Linked DNA regions of Rattus norvegicus: region 2 is linked to region 1. Evidence: chromatin contacts called from public Hi-C data. All regions are on one chromosome and are shown on one strand. The core of a region is the stretch at or near the end of the contact, and the rest is flanking DNA. Distances in the headings are between cores, read along the strand shown.

Region 1 (6,184 bases), core at 2,079-4,578:
CCCCTAAAGGATGACTTTCTGACTCCTCTGCTGACTAGTTCCCAGGAAATCAGCACCTTAAAGGCCAACCAAAAAAGTACTGAACTGCCCATTGCTCACCTTCCAATTCTTTCCTTTCCACGGACTCTGCTGCCCCTGTGTATTCAAATTGCTGTAATCCCTCAAAGTCTATTCTGTGCCACTAGCTTGGCTCTAGGCCTTTATGAATACCTGAGTCCTATGATGATGAACTAAAAAGCAGGCAGTGTCCATCCTCTTGGCTTTTCAGGGACCCATGTCTGCGCCTTTCCCCTGCCACAAGTCTGTTTGCTGTAGTCATCTAGTGCGCTGGGGAGAGATAGCCAGGCAGGCTGCATAATCTACAATGTAGAGGGCTGAGGGAGGTTTGGGCACTCTCTGCTACCACTACTAGGATGATATTCAGACAAGAGGGGACCTCATACTGTGACCTGACCCAGGACCCTCCCTGGAAGAGAGCTCAGCCGAGCTGTGTTTGAATGAGTGTGTATATGTGTTTGCATGTGTGTGCTCATGTGCACTGTGGTGTAAAATGACTTATCTGGTTGTGTAACTCAGGGCAGGCTGGGGACTCACCAGAAGATTCCCTCAGGCCTGCCCAAGACAGGTTTTTTTCCTTGTACCCTCTTCAGAGGGATCAGAGAGAGGGTCCAGGTGGGTTGAAGGGGTTGCAACAGATAACCACTAAGGCCACACTGCTGCCAGAGGAGTTGGGGGAAAGGGAGGGAGATGTGGTTGCCCCAAGGCTCTGGTACCTGGCTTTAGTTTTCTGTCTTCTTTCCTCAGGATTCCCCTGAGGCCCAGGACCTGTGCCTGGCTTAGAGGACCATCTGTGGCTGGCTGATCCAGCTACTGGTGTGATCATGGGCTTCCCTCCTCTCTCTCTCAGCAGGGCAGACACTTCTGCCCCAGGGACTGGGCAACTGGCTGTTTCTATGACGTATTTATTTTTACTTGTGTTTCATGTCACTTTTTTAAAAAAAAAAGCAAACAGAACAATTGTAAGTCAGTATAACTGCCTATCAGTTTTCTTTATTTCTCTTTTTGTAAAATAAAATTTAAACTCAAAATGTTTGGTCTAGAAATTTTCTGGACAGAGGGCGAGCTGGTAATGAACGTAAAAGAATAATGGCACTTGGACAGCGCACGAGGTAGGATGGGACAGGCTTTGAGCAGGTTCTGTTGGCAGGGTCTCTTTGGGCTTTTCCTGCTTTTGCTCCCCAGGAGAGGGTTGAGTGCCTTGCTGCTACTGCTACATTTCCAGGCTCTTGGTAGAACAATGAAACTGACTTGGAGTTGTAGAAGCAGGTTAAGTCCTTAGCTGTGGGGCAGCCCTTTCTAGGCTGGATGGGTGGATCGAACCAGTTTTAGTTATTCATAGTGGGGCTGGGAGTTGTGGGCAGCGTTTTACACTGCTGGGATATTGGGCTGAGTTGGGGGTTAGGGGAGCGGGGTTCTAACAGGGTTTGGAATGGGGGGGGGGGGTGGACAGTTTCTTCTAACCCCGTAAGTTTATTTTAAGAGGAGCAGCCCCAGGGACGTAATCTCTGGCAATTTACACAGAACTAAAGCACCTCAGTTGGTGATTCCTGGGAAAGAGGAAGGGCAAGTCTGGGCTTACACTAGGGGTATTTGCTATTGAGAGAGGTCTGGGAATGGAAGGTGAGCAGGTCTCCGACCTGTTAGGTGTGTACAAAGGGCCTTGCAAAGAAGTCTACTGCCCCCTAGTGGCCACCTGATAGCTGGCAGTGTTGGAAGCTGATTCCCAGTGACAGGCTGACTCTCCTCCAATACAGTGCTGAAACTCCTTAGGCATACCTGCAACTCTACCAAGATACCAAGTTCTAGAGTTCCCACCCAGACTAAAGGAAGTGATCTGAGAGAACAAGACGAGGAAAGAGTGTCTTCTGACAATGATTTCCTAACACAGACTAATCAATTTCTGAGAGAATTAACGTGCTCTGAAGGTAGAGGCTGTCTCTGAACCTGGGCCATACACCCTTGCCCTTCTTGTGTCTCAAGAACCATATCTAGTGTACAGGCCATCTGCCTGAAGCAGCCAATCATTACCACGTTTGATGTTCAGAGGTAAAACAGCTATAATAACCTCCCTGCTCTCTCTACCTTGAAGACTTTTGAAGAATAGCCAGCTGCCTATCCTTGACAGACTGTCTAGAGCATTGGGACATTTGTCTTGCAGATGAGGTTCAAGATCACATGTTACCCCGTGGCTGCTGGCTTTTTCCAAAGTCATCTTACATGCTCTTGGAGTGATCATCTTTCCAAATAACAACCTTGTCAGAAGTACTGAGATAGTCCTTGGCCCAGCCTGTCTTGCATCAAAATTTATGAACAGAAGTTTACAAGTATAGTTACCTTCCTTATTTCCACCATAAATCTGGACGTCTCGGGAGGTGCCCTTAGTGCAGTGCTTTGAGATTTATAGGTCATCAGATCCTAGCTCAAGCTTGAACCTGTATTGAAGGAGCTTACACTTAGCTTGAGAGCTACCAAGTTTGTATTAAACAAGTAGAAACTCCCAGCAGCCACAGCACTGAAGTAGAAGCTTTGAAGAGAAGGGTTTCCTGGAGTGTTTCCATCTCCTGGATTTATCTTAGTAGGAAATAATAAATACTGGAATGGTAGCTTGTATGCTCACCAAAGAGCTGATGGGTGGATGAGTGGAGACACTTATATTTGCACTCTCCAGAAGTTCAGAGCTTGCTTAGCTGTAAGACCTGAACTAGTGGCCAGACTCTTTTTTTTTTTTCCCTGATAAACACCTGTTTACTCAGACCTTTCATGAAGCCAGTGAGAGAAGGTGGCGAGAGTAAGAGTGGTACAATTACTAAGAGGTCGACATTAAAATGCACAAACACCATGCGGTCCAGCTCTGACTTTCTGGGCTTCTGGGGCAAGCAAACAGGCTGACTCTCCCGGTGCTTGGAGCCTGCCGTCACCGTCACCGCTGCTCTTCCCTTCCCTCCCAGTCGGCGGGGATACCTTAAGGTACTGGTTGTTGCTCGGTCACCTTCAGGAGTTCTTTGTCGGACGCAGGAATGTGTGTTGTGGGAGTTGTCCCAATCAGGTGGGGGGGGCGGGGGCGGAGAAGGCTTGCATGTTACCAAGGAGATGGGGCGGGACAGGCCTCCGCCCTCCAAATCTGGAGCGCACGCGCCCACAGCCACGGTCACATCCCGCCGCGAAAGGGGCGGAGCGAGCGTGAGGGGCAAGCGCACGCAGGCTCCGGGACTGAGCCCCTTCTTCCTCTGGCGCCGGTCCGCGTCCGTGGGCCGCCGACGAGGTGAGGGCGGAGCCAGATGCAAGGCGTTCCTGTCGGGGTGTCAGCTTGGGCTCCCCTCGTCCCCTCCCGTCTGCTTCTCCCGGCCTGAGACGCCCTCTGCACCGCGTCTGGCTCACTGCTGGCCCGGCCTGGTTCCTGGGCCTGAAAGCGACGGTGAGGCGGTCCTGACCTCTCCGCGCGGCTCTTGCCTCGGTGTAGGGTGCGGGAACGTCCCGGGTCAGTGGGACTAGAAGGGAGCGGGCGGGGCTCACCTTTCAGCAGCGCTTCCCGCGGCCGCGCGCCTCGTCGCGACTACAAACTTTAGCGTCTCTGAAGTTGCAGAGATGCACGAGGCCGTGAGGCGAGCGGGAGGCTGGAAGCCGACAGCACGAAGCGGCGCCCCACACACCCCAACCCCACGGCTTCTAGCATCCAAGTTTGCCGGCGCAGGTCCCTTTAAGGGTCCGGCCCTCCGCGGAGCGCACGTGAGCAGCCTCCGGAAGCCTGCGCGGAGCCTCAACTCCGACGCTTGCGGGCCAAGGAAGTCATCTGCCCTGCACCTCTGACGTTAGTGGAAACTGAGGCCCAAGAGAGGGCCACGCTGCCCAAGGTCAGCAGCAGGGCTGCGTTGGCGCCAAGTGTGGTAGTTGGGCCCAGTGAAGATCGTAGGCATGACGTTGTGAAGCTGGATTTGGCCTGATTTCCCCGTGCGATCTGAGGGTGGGGTTGGCTCGTTTGTAGACAGTCTCGTTTTGTGTGCTTTCCCTGGAACGGGGTTGCTCAGGGCCTGCTTTGCACACTGCCTGTGTCCAGGGCTGGGATGACTGTTCCTTTCTGCCCCTCCAGCGCCGGAGTACTGGAGCCCTCCTGGACTGGATGCTATGAGTTGCTAAAAGTGAGCCTGGCTTTTTAGGTGAGCCTTCCAATTACCCGTCCTTGCCTGCCTCCATTGGGTGTGGGGAAATTTGCCTTGCTTCTCCTTCCTAGGCTGACCAAAGCTCTGGGAATGGGCAGAAACATATCCCTTCTTTTCTGAACAGTTTTAGAAGTGGAAGGAAGAGAAAGGTTGGGAGCTAAGTTCCCTTACAACAACAGAAGTGTGTGGCAATGCTTGTCACTCCCAAGACAGGCTATGGCCTAGATATTGAGACCTTAGAGCCTTGAGATCAGCGAGGTCCAACATGGAAACCAGAGGAGAGAAAAACTGTCAGTGGACCATAGTTAGACTATTTGGGTTCCCACTGCCTGTGTTTTGGTCCAGGTGGCTCAGTGTACTACCTGTGTGACCTTGGTCAAGCATCTTGACCTCCAACCACTTATTTCCTGATGTGTACCTACCTTATTGGTTTCTTCTGAGGATTAGCGAAGTAGCTGAGTTTCAACATTCAGACAGTGCCTAGCCTATATCAAGTATGAGTGGAAGATTTGGTATCATCATTATCAGAGAAGAATGAAACCAACGGGAGGCAGGATGAGTAGGGCAGAGAGAGCAAACAGAAAAGATAATGAAGCTTACAGGCAGGCCTACAGGATGCATGAGGACACCGGTGGGAGTGGCCTGACTCCAGAGTTGGCTTCTTTGTAAGGCCAGTTCAAAAACAGATTTTAGCACGTCTTATGCTCAGAACATTCATATATCCATAGAGCTGAGTTTTCTGTAGGGCTAAATCAAACATTGCCTTTTCAGCTCTCAAACCTTTTCCTTTTTTTAAATTGGATCTTTAAGCTTAACTTTTCATGGGTATGGGTGGTTGTTTTACCTGCATCTGTGCCTGTATATCACTTGCACGCCAGAGGCCTGTGGAGACTAGTAGAGGGTGCTGCATCCCCTGGAACTAGAATTACAGACAGTTATTGGCCACCGTGTAGGTGCTAGGAATTGAACCGAAGTCCTCTGGAAGAGCAGCCAGGGTTGCTTACTGCTAACTCGTCTCCCCAGCCCCCTGAAACACTGTGTGGGTTGAGTGCAGGTCAGAGAATACATAAGGAAGTAGTGTGGGCTCTCTCCTCACCCCACCCCGTGTGGGCTCTGGGGTTGAACTCAGGTTTTCAGGTTTGGCAGTAGGCCCCCTTACCTGCTATCTGGAAACCCCTTAAGTAGGAATTTTAAATATCTAGCGTAAGACTGTTTCCCTAGTGATGTTTACGTTTCTCTTTCTTTTTAACTGTTCTTCTGTGTGATCCTGGGCTTCTCAAGTGACACCCTCTGTAAGAGTCCACCTGGAGTGTTTCACACAGGCTTCTGTGTTAATCCCCAGCTTATTCCTGTAGACTCTCTCTCTGTCTATTAGGAGTAGCTCCTACTTTTCCCTCTCTTGTGTCTCCACTTCTAACAGCCTTTTCCTCTCATTCCTTTGTTTCTATTCTTTGTGAGCTGGCGAAAGTGGGATCAAGCTTAAGTCTTGGAAGCCCAGGTTGGACTTTGTTCTGGCATCTCGTGCTGTTTTGATCTGGCCTTCTGTAGTCTTGGATAGCTACACAGTTGGAAAGAGAGGTCCCTGGAGACCAGATGGGTTCCCCCACCCCCAAACCAAACCAAACAAAAACCATGAATTTTCTTCCTGTGGCTCATTTCTCCCTGGGGTTTCATTCCTTATGGTACACTGTTATTTCGTGTTTGAACCCTACACCACACCTGTCAGGCCTCTCTCTCTCTCTCTCTCTCTCTCTCTCTCTCTCTCTCTCTCTGTAGTAGTTCATGAGGCTTGAGGGTGTTGGGCTGGCAGTGTGGCTCAACTGCAGGAAGGAAGAAGCAAAGGAGGGGGAACAGGGCCTGGAGTATGACTCAGTTTCCCCAGGTATGAACAAGGCTGCTAGTACTAGGCAGAGAGCTGTGCCAGGAGCTTCGGTGGCTGTGATTAAGAAATAAAAGAGGCTTGTGGC
Region 2 (6,184 bases), core at 1,859-4,358, 150 kb before region 1:
TCAAGCTTAATTTTCACAGTCACACTGTGAGGTGACTTTTACAGATGAGAAAATAAATTATAGAGGTTCTCACGACCACACAAATGACACATGCCAGAAAAGAATTGATGATTTAAAAGAACTCAAATCCCAACTCGCCTGAAATGTCTGTGAATTCTTATTTAACTTCACTAAATATCAAATTTTTGAAAAAAATCTCAACTTCTAATTCTATTAAATAGAAACAGTTGTGGGAAGCGAATGATAATTCCTTATTACAAAATATAAATTCTTAAATATATTTAAAATATATATTTATACGCATGGAATTTCCCTACTCATAAGAATATACGCCAAAGTATTTAGAGGTGATATGCCTACCAGCTCAAATTCCACAAAATTAACATAGAAAAACACAGCAAGCAGTTAACTATTGAAACTGAAGATTATCACTTATTTTCACTTTCCTACTTAAAAAGTTTGAGGGACTCAAGATGTAGCTCAATTGTAAAAAGAACTTAGTCGAGAACACCTGGGTTCCATCCCCAAAACTATTATCACCAAAAAAAAGATTAAAACAAAATGTTGGAACTGAACTCTTTTGTCAAACTGATTCTCAAATATACTGGATATTTGTTTTTGTTTGCAGGGTTTTTTTGGTTGGTTGGTTGGTTGGTTGGTTGGTTGGTTGGTTGGTTTAAGACAGGGTGTCTCTGTGTGGTCCTGGCTGTCCTGGAACTAGTTCTGTAGACCAGACTGAACTCACACAGATCCACTTGCCTCTGCTTCCCAAGTGCTGGGTTAAAGGTTTGCACTACCACCACCAAGCTCAAACCCATTGTTAAAAATGAATATCAAAGTGAAAAACATTATGCAGGATTGCCATCTTTGAATTTAAAAGTGTATGCATATCCCCCCTGAAATGAAAAAAATACCTAAAAAATAGGTTAAGTATTGTATGACAAGTAATGAAGTAACTGTGTGTATGATAAATGGTTTTCATTACACTTCACTCTAGTCTACCATTTCCCCACCGTTTTGCTAAGTTAAACCATGAAATAGGTCCTTTTCTAATACACTACATTGAATGGTCAATTCAACAAAAACTGTCCCCATATCTAAAACAAAGGCTGTATTAAAATAGATCCAGGGCAGGGGAGAAAAGGTTGGGGAAACCACTCCTTCAGGAAAGTTTTGAACCTTAAAGGGAAGCAGCTGAGAGGTATAGCTCAGGGGTAGGCCCTTGCCAAGCATTCTTCAGGGCCTAAGGTATTAAATTCAATTCCTAGTGGAAAGTAAAAAGGGAGGGGGGAGGAGAGGGGACGGGCTACGCAGAGACTATTTAAAAGGCCTTAAGGAAGGGAAAGGAGATTTCCTCTGAGAGAGGCCCTAAGTTGATCCTCAACTCCAAAAGGGTAAAGAGGGAGCTTCAAGAAAAAAGTTAACACTATGGCATTCAATCCTATGTAACTTTATTACTGCCAATGACTACTAGCTCCTTTACAAAAACATAGTGGTAATAAACCAACTCCAATCCCTTTAACAGAGTTCCTTTGATCACATTTTATTATTAAATTTAACAACTAACAGTTAGCAGTAAATACGATGCTCAAAAGATGTGTAAAAACTCCTCAAATTACCTTAACACCTAAAAATATATCCTCATTCGAAAATGGTTAATGAATAACTGTTATACACAAACATAAATCTTAAGGTGGGCAGTGCTGGTTTACACCTTTAATCCCAGTACTCAGGGAGGCAGAGGCAGGCAGATCTCTGAGTTCGAGACCAACCTGGTCTAAGCTGAGTTTCTGGGCAACCACGGCTACACAGAGAAACCCTGTCTCAAAAAACAAAAACATAAATCTTGACATTGAACTGAAATGTTTATAAAAGCCTTGAAGGTAAATGCCAGTAACCTCAAGGGGAAAAAGCCTTCAAAGCCCTTCAGGTGACACCATCAGTGAACTTCCTACTATACATTAACAAAGGGCTTGCAATAGGAAGACAGTGCTACAACAAATTAAAACGTGCTGGGTATCTAAAAGGCTTCGCCTCAAAGAGTTAAAAAAAACAGAGCAAACTTGGCATGGGGGCAGACACCTTTAATCTCAGCACTCTGGGTAGGAGGATATCTTAGTTCAAGGCCAGCCTACTCTACAATGAGTTCTGGGAAGGAAAAAAAAAAAGAGCAACGTAAGATAAACAAAACCGAGTCATTTGTTACTCAAAAACTACTACTTCACACACTCCACGACTATTTCCTCAACAAATGGAAAAACCAGAGAGTTATCACTGCAGTAAGAGGAAACGGACCGACACCTTCTAGGAACAGAAGACAAAGTATGGCAAACGTCCTTGAAAGCCCAACAAAAACTAACTAAAAGCCCTCAGAACAAGTGCCGGAGAAGCCTGGCAGGCAATCTGGGGTCAGACTCGGCGTCTGGGCACCCACATACCTCTCTCCCCTTCCACTCTACTGCATTGTAGAAGTGGGAGGGGTCCCGGAGAGCTCCGCCCCCTCGCCCGGTCCAAGAGGCGGGAGGGTGCAAGTGGGAGGTGGCTCGGAGCCGAACGAGGGAAAAGCCCGCCCAGGTGATTGAGGTTGGAGGCGGAGACACAGTCCCGGGAAGGGGTCCGTCGTGCGGCAGGGAAGAGGAAGCCCCCTCGTCTCGTGAGGAACAGAGACTTGGAGGTGACGAGAGAAATTCAAAAGAGCACCTCCTTCAGGTAGAGAGCATACCCTGCCCCCCCCCACGCCCGGGCGGAAGAGTTACTCTAAAGAAGCTTCATTACAAGACTGGTGGAAGAACCTGGAGGCCCCGCCCCCTAGCCAGGGGTCGGAAAGCGGAAAGTCTTGTCAGGCCCAGGGCCCAGCCTCCCCGGTGGTCCTGCCCACCCCCTCGCCGCCCGCAGCCGAAGCAGGTGCCGCCCCTCCCCCAGCGCGGCGCCCACTCTCCCGCCCTGCGGGCCGCGCGCTCGGTCTCCTCGTGCCCCTGACAGAGAGCCGGCTCCTTCCTTATCCCGCTCACCTTCGCGAGCGGCTCCGCCGCTTCTCCCCCGACCCCTCCAGCGGCCACGGTTCTCACACACCGCCTCTGGTCCCGCACTCACTCTCCCTCACTCACACACACAGCGCGACCACGGCTCCTGAGCGGCCCACATATTATACGTCACTCGCATGCTACGTACTGTGCGCGCGCGCGTAACGTTGGCGCGAGGCTCCCAAGCGAGTAGGGGGAGGAGCGGAGGAATATCAAAGCGCTCCTGGGAAATGAAGTTCCGCGTTTAAGGGCAGGGATGGTGAAGCTTGACCTACCAGTAAGCACCACTTTAGCGCGTTGACTTCTGGTATTCGTAGTTTTCTTTAATAAACGTGAATTGCTGTGTATTCATTGGCTGCCTCCAAAGGCGGAAGCGAAAAGTAAAGGAAGGAATGAATCTTTCTAAAATCCCCGCTGGCCAGGTAACTTTGTCCGTACCCAAGTCTACCCTGTGTCATCGGAAAGGCTCAGTAAGGCTCTGCCACAACAGCCTTAAAACATGCCAGGGTCAAAGAATGCATTTCGCATAAATGTATCAGAAATTACTGTACTCGTTAGACCGAAACTCATTGGTTTTCCTTTGTCTTTCTGTTAAAAACATATTCGGCAGGAATCAAAAACCATCTGTTACCATGTATTATATGTGAGGCAGAAAAATTAAAAAAAGCCCTTTGGCGAAAATAACTAATCAGAGGCCATCTAATTCAATTTATCAGTTTGAAAGTTGAGGAAAGTGAAACCCACAGTAAATGACTTGCCTAACTTCACAAACCAAAGGGAAGCAGCATCCGAAGGATCTGATTTTGACCCAACGATTCTGTGTGAGAGCATGGAAGATAACGATAACTCCACAATTGAGCAGAATCTTGACAAAACCTGCCCAGACTTATGCAACTCACTATTGTTCTTGGCGTTCTGAGTTGAGTTCTGTGTGTTTCCATAGAGCTCTCACAGCCAATACATTCACGTGGAAATTAGAAAACACTGTGAACCTATTGTCATGATCAGATTCTACGGCTGTTACTAAGCCTGTATCCAAGAAGTGGTAGTGGCGGTGGTGCAAGCCTTTAATCCCAGCACTTGGGAAGCAGAGGCAGACAGATCTTTGTGAGTTCAAGGCCAGCCTCATTTAGAGTGAGTTCCAAAACAACTGGCGCTACAGAGGGAAATCCTGCCTTAAAAAACAAATTAAAAGGGGCTGGGGATTTAGCTCAGTGGTAGAGCGCTTACCTAGGAAGTGCAAGGCCCTGGGTTCGGTCCCCAGCTCCGGAAAAAAAAGAAAAAAAAAAAGAACAAACAAAAAAAAAAAAAAAAACAAATTAAAAAAGAGAAGCCAGTATCTTAGGTCTCAGCTTAAGTCCATCACCATCCTACCTCACCCACCTGAGTACTCTGTTCTGCTTCCTCACTCAATTGTGTGCTTGGAGTAACAGCCATCCCAGGTACAAATTCTAGAAGGTGATGGTATGTAGCCCATCATCACTTCTTGCTCTTGTGCTATAATGGCCACTATTTAATTAGGCTTTATAGCAGACTTAAATCAAATGTTTTTAATTACACTCATTATTCTCAACACCAGAGCAGATAAGGCTAGCCAAATTTATGGAGGAGAAATCTAAAGTAGTAATGTTGAATGAAGAGTTTTACTAGGCACGGTGGGACTGGTGAGGCAAAGGCAGGTGGATCTGTGAGTTAGAAGCCATCTTTGTCTACACATTGAATTCCAGGATAGCCAGTGCTACGTAATAGATAATGTCTCAAAACAAAAAAGACAGACAAAAAGATACAGATTTGGGGACTGGAGAGGGCTCGGCATGAAAGAGCCCTTCAGAGGACCAGGGTTTGATGCCCAGCACCCACATGGCAGTTCACAACCATCTGTAAATTCAGTTCCAGGGGATCAGATGCCCTCTTCAACATACTTGTACACATAAAATAAATCTTTAATTTCTTTCTTTTTTTTTCAAGACAGGGCCTCAATCGATATCTAGCGCTGGCTGTCCTGGAATCCCCTATGTAGACCAGCCCTGGCATTGAAATCAGAGATTCACCTGCCTCTGCATTCCAAGTGCCGAAATTAAAGGCTTGTACGCTATGACCAGCTACATTTTTATCTTAAGAGAGAGTTCATGGTACCTACAATACTATTTCAGACAGCTCTCCTGCCATAGCTCCCTGGACTATGACACAAAATGTAGAGGGAATCCTCTAGGTATCCTCCCCAATCCCTTGGATACCTTATCTCTGCCTGTGGTTATCATGCAAGAGCCCTTGTGGGAACTCAAAGTCCAGTTCATCAAAGCAGGAGTTGCTCCCTCCTGTCACCAGATGGCACTGCTCCACTTTGGGGGTACTGGGTTGGTGGTCTTAGGGGCATCAAAGGGGATTAGGAAGCTAACTCTGGGACATTGTAGTAGAAGAGCAGAAATACAGGGCCTGTCTAGGAGCAACTCCCCCAAGAATCTCTACCATGCTGGGCAGTGGTGACAGACATCTTTAAACCCAACGTTCAGGAGGCAGAAGCAGGGGGATCTCTGTGAGATTGAGGCCAACCTCATCTATAGTGAGAATTCCAGGACACCCAGAGCTACTCACAAAGAAACCCTGCCTTGAAAAACCAAAATCATCATCATCATCATCATCATCATCACCGTCGCCACCCAGAGCTGGCTATGGCAGTGCAAGCCTCCAATCCCAGCACTTGAGTGGAGAGACAGGGATCACAAGTTCAAGATCATCCTTGGCTAACACACCAACTTTGAGGCAAACCTAAGATACATGAGACCTTGTCTCCAAAAATAACCAGTCTCCACCCTATCACTTTGGCAGTCCTTTCTCCTTCGCTGTGGACACCATGTAAAACCACAACCGCACACCTGTGAGCACCCCACACACCTGGAGAGCAGCACCCAGGTTTCCCTGACTACATAGTCCAGGGGTGATTGTTGGCATGTTTCAAGGAGGGGTATTAACCACGTTGCTAGATATAACAGCACGAGTGTGTGTGTGTGTGTGTGTGTGTGTGTGTGTGTGTGTGTGTGTGTGTGTGTGTGTTAGGCACCCATGTTTACAACCAACACTTTCACACCTAAGCACATAGAAGCACAGAACCATAGATAACCTAGGCCTGCACACCTAGGTTGATTCTGGCACATTGGATC

Evidence for each region. A called contact is a pair of places that touch in the nucleus more often than the background predicts.
Region 2: a Hi-C map of liver shows a contact between it and region 1, with 6 times the contacts expected there. The contact joins the promoter of Dcaf1 here to the promoter of Tex264 in region 1. A contact is called at or near these places in 10 of 12 Hi-C or Micro-C datasets (the A7r5 cell line, Schwann cells, frontal cortex and 5 more).

What each region holds. Positions count from the first base shown.
Region 1 is chr8:116,198,559-116,204,742 of GRCr8, reverse strand. Tex264 (testis expressed 264) reads left to right here and starts at 3,328. Exons shown (of 6, transcript NM_001007665.1): 1 at 3,328-3,475; 2 at 4,148-4,214. It overlaps Rad54l2 (RAD54 like 2), which reads left to right. Exons shown (of 22, transcript NM_001134520.2): 22 at 1-1,088.
Region 2 is chr8:116,349,957-116,356,140 of GRCr8, reverse strand. Dcaf1 (DDB1 and CUL4 associated factor 1) reads right to left here and starts at 3,108. Exons shown (of 24, transcript NM_001354204.2): 1 at 3,012-3,108.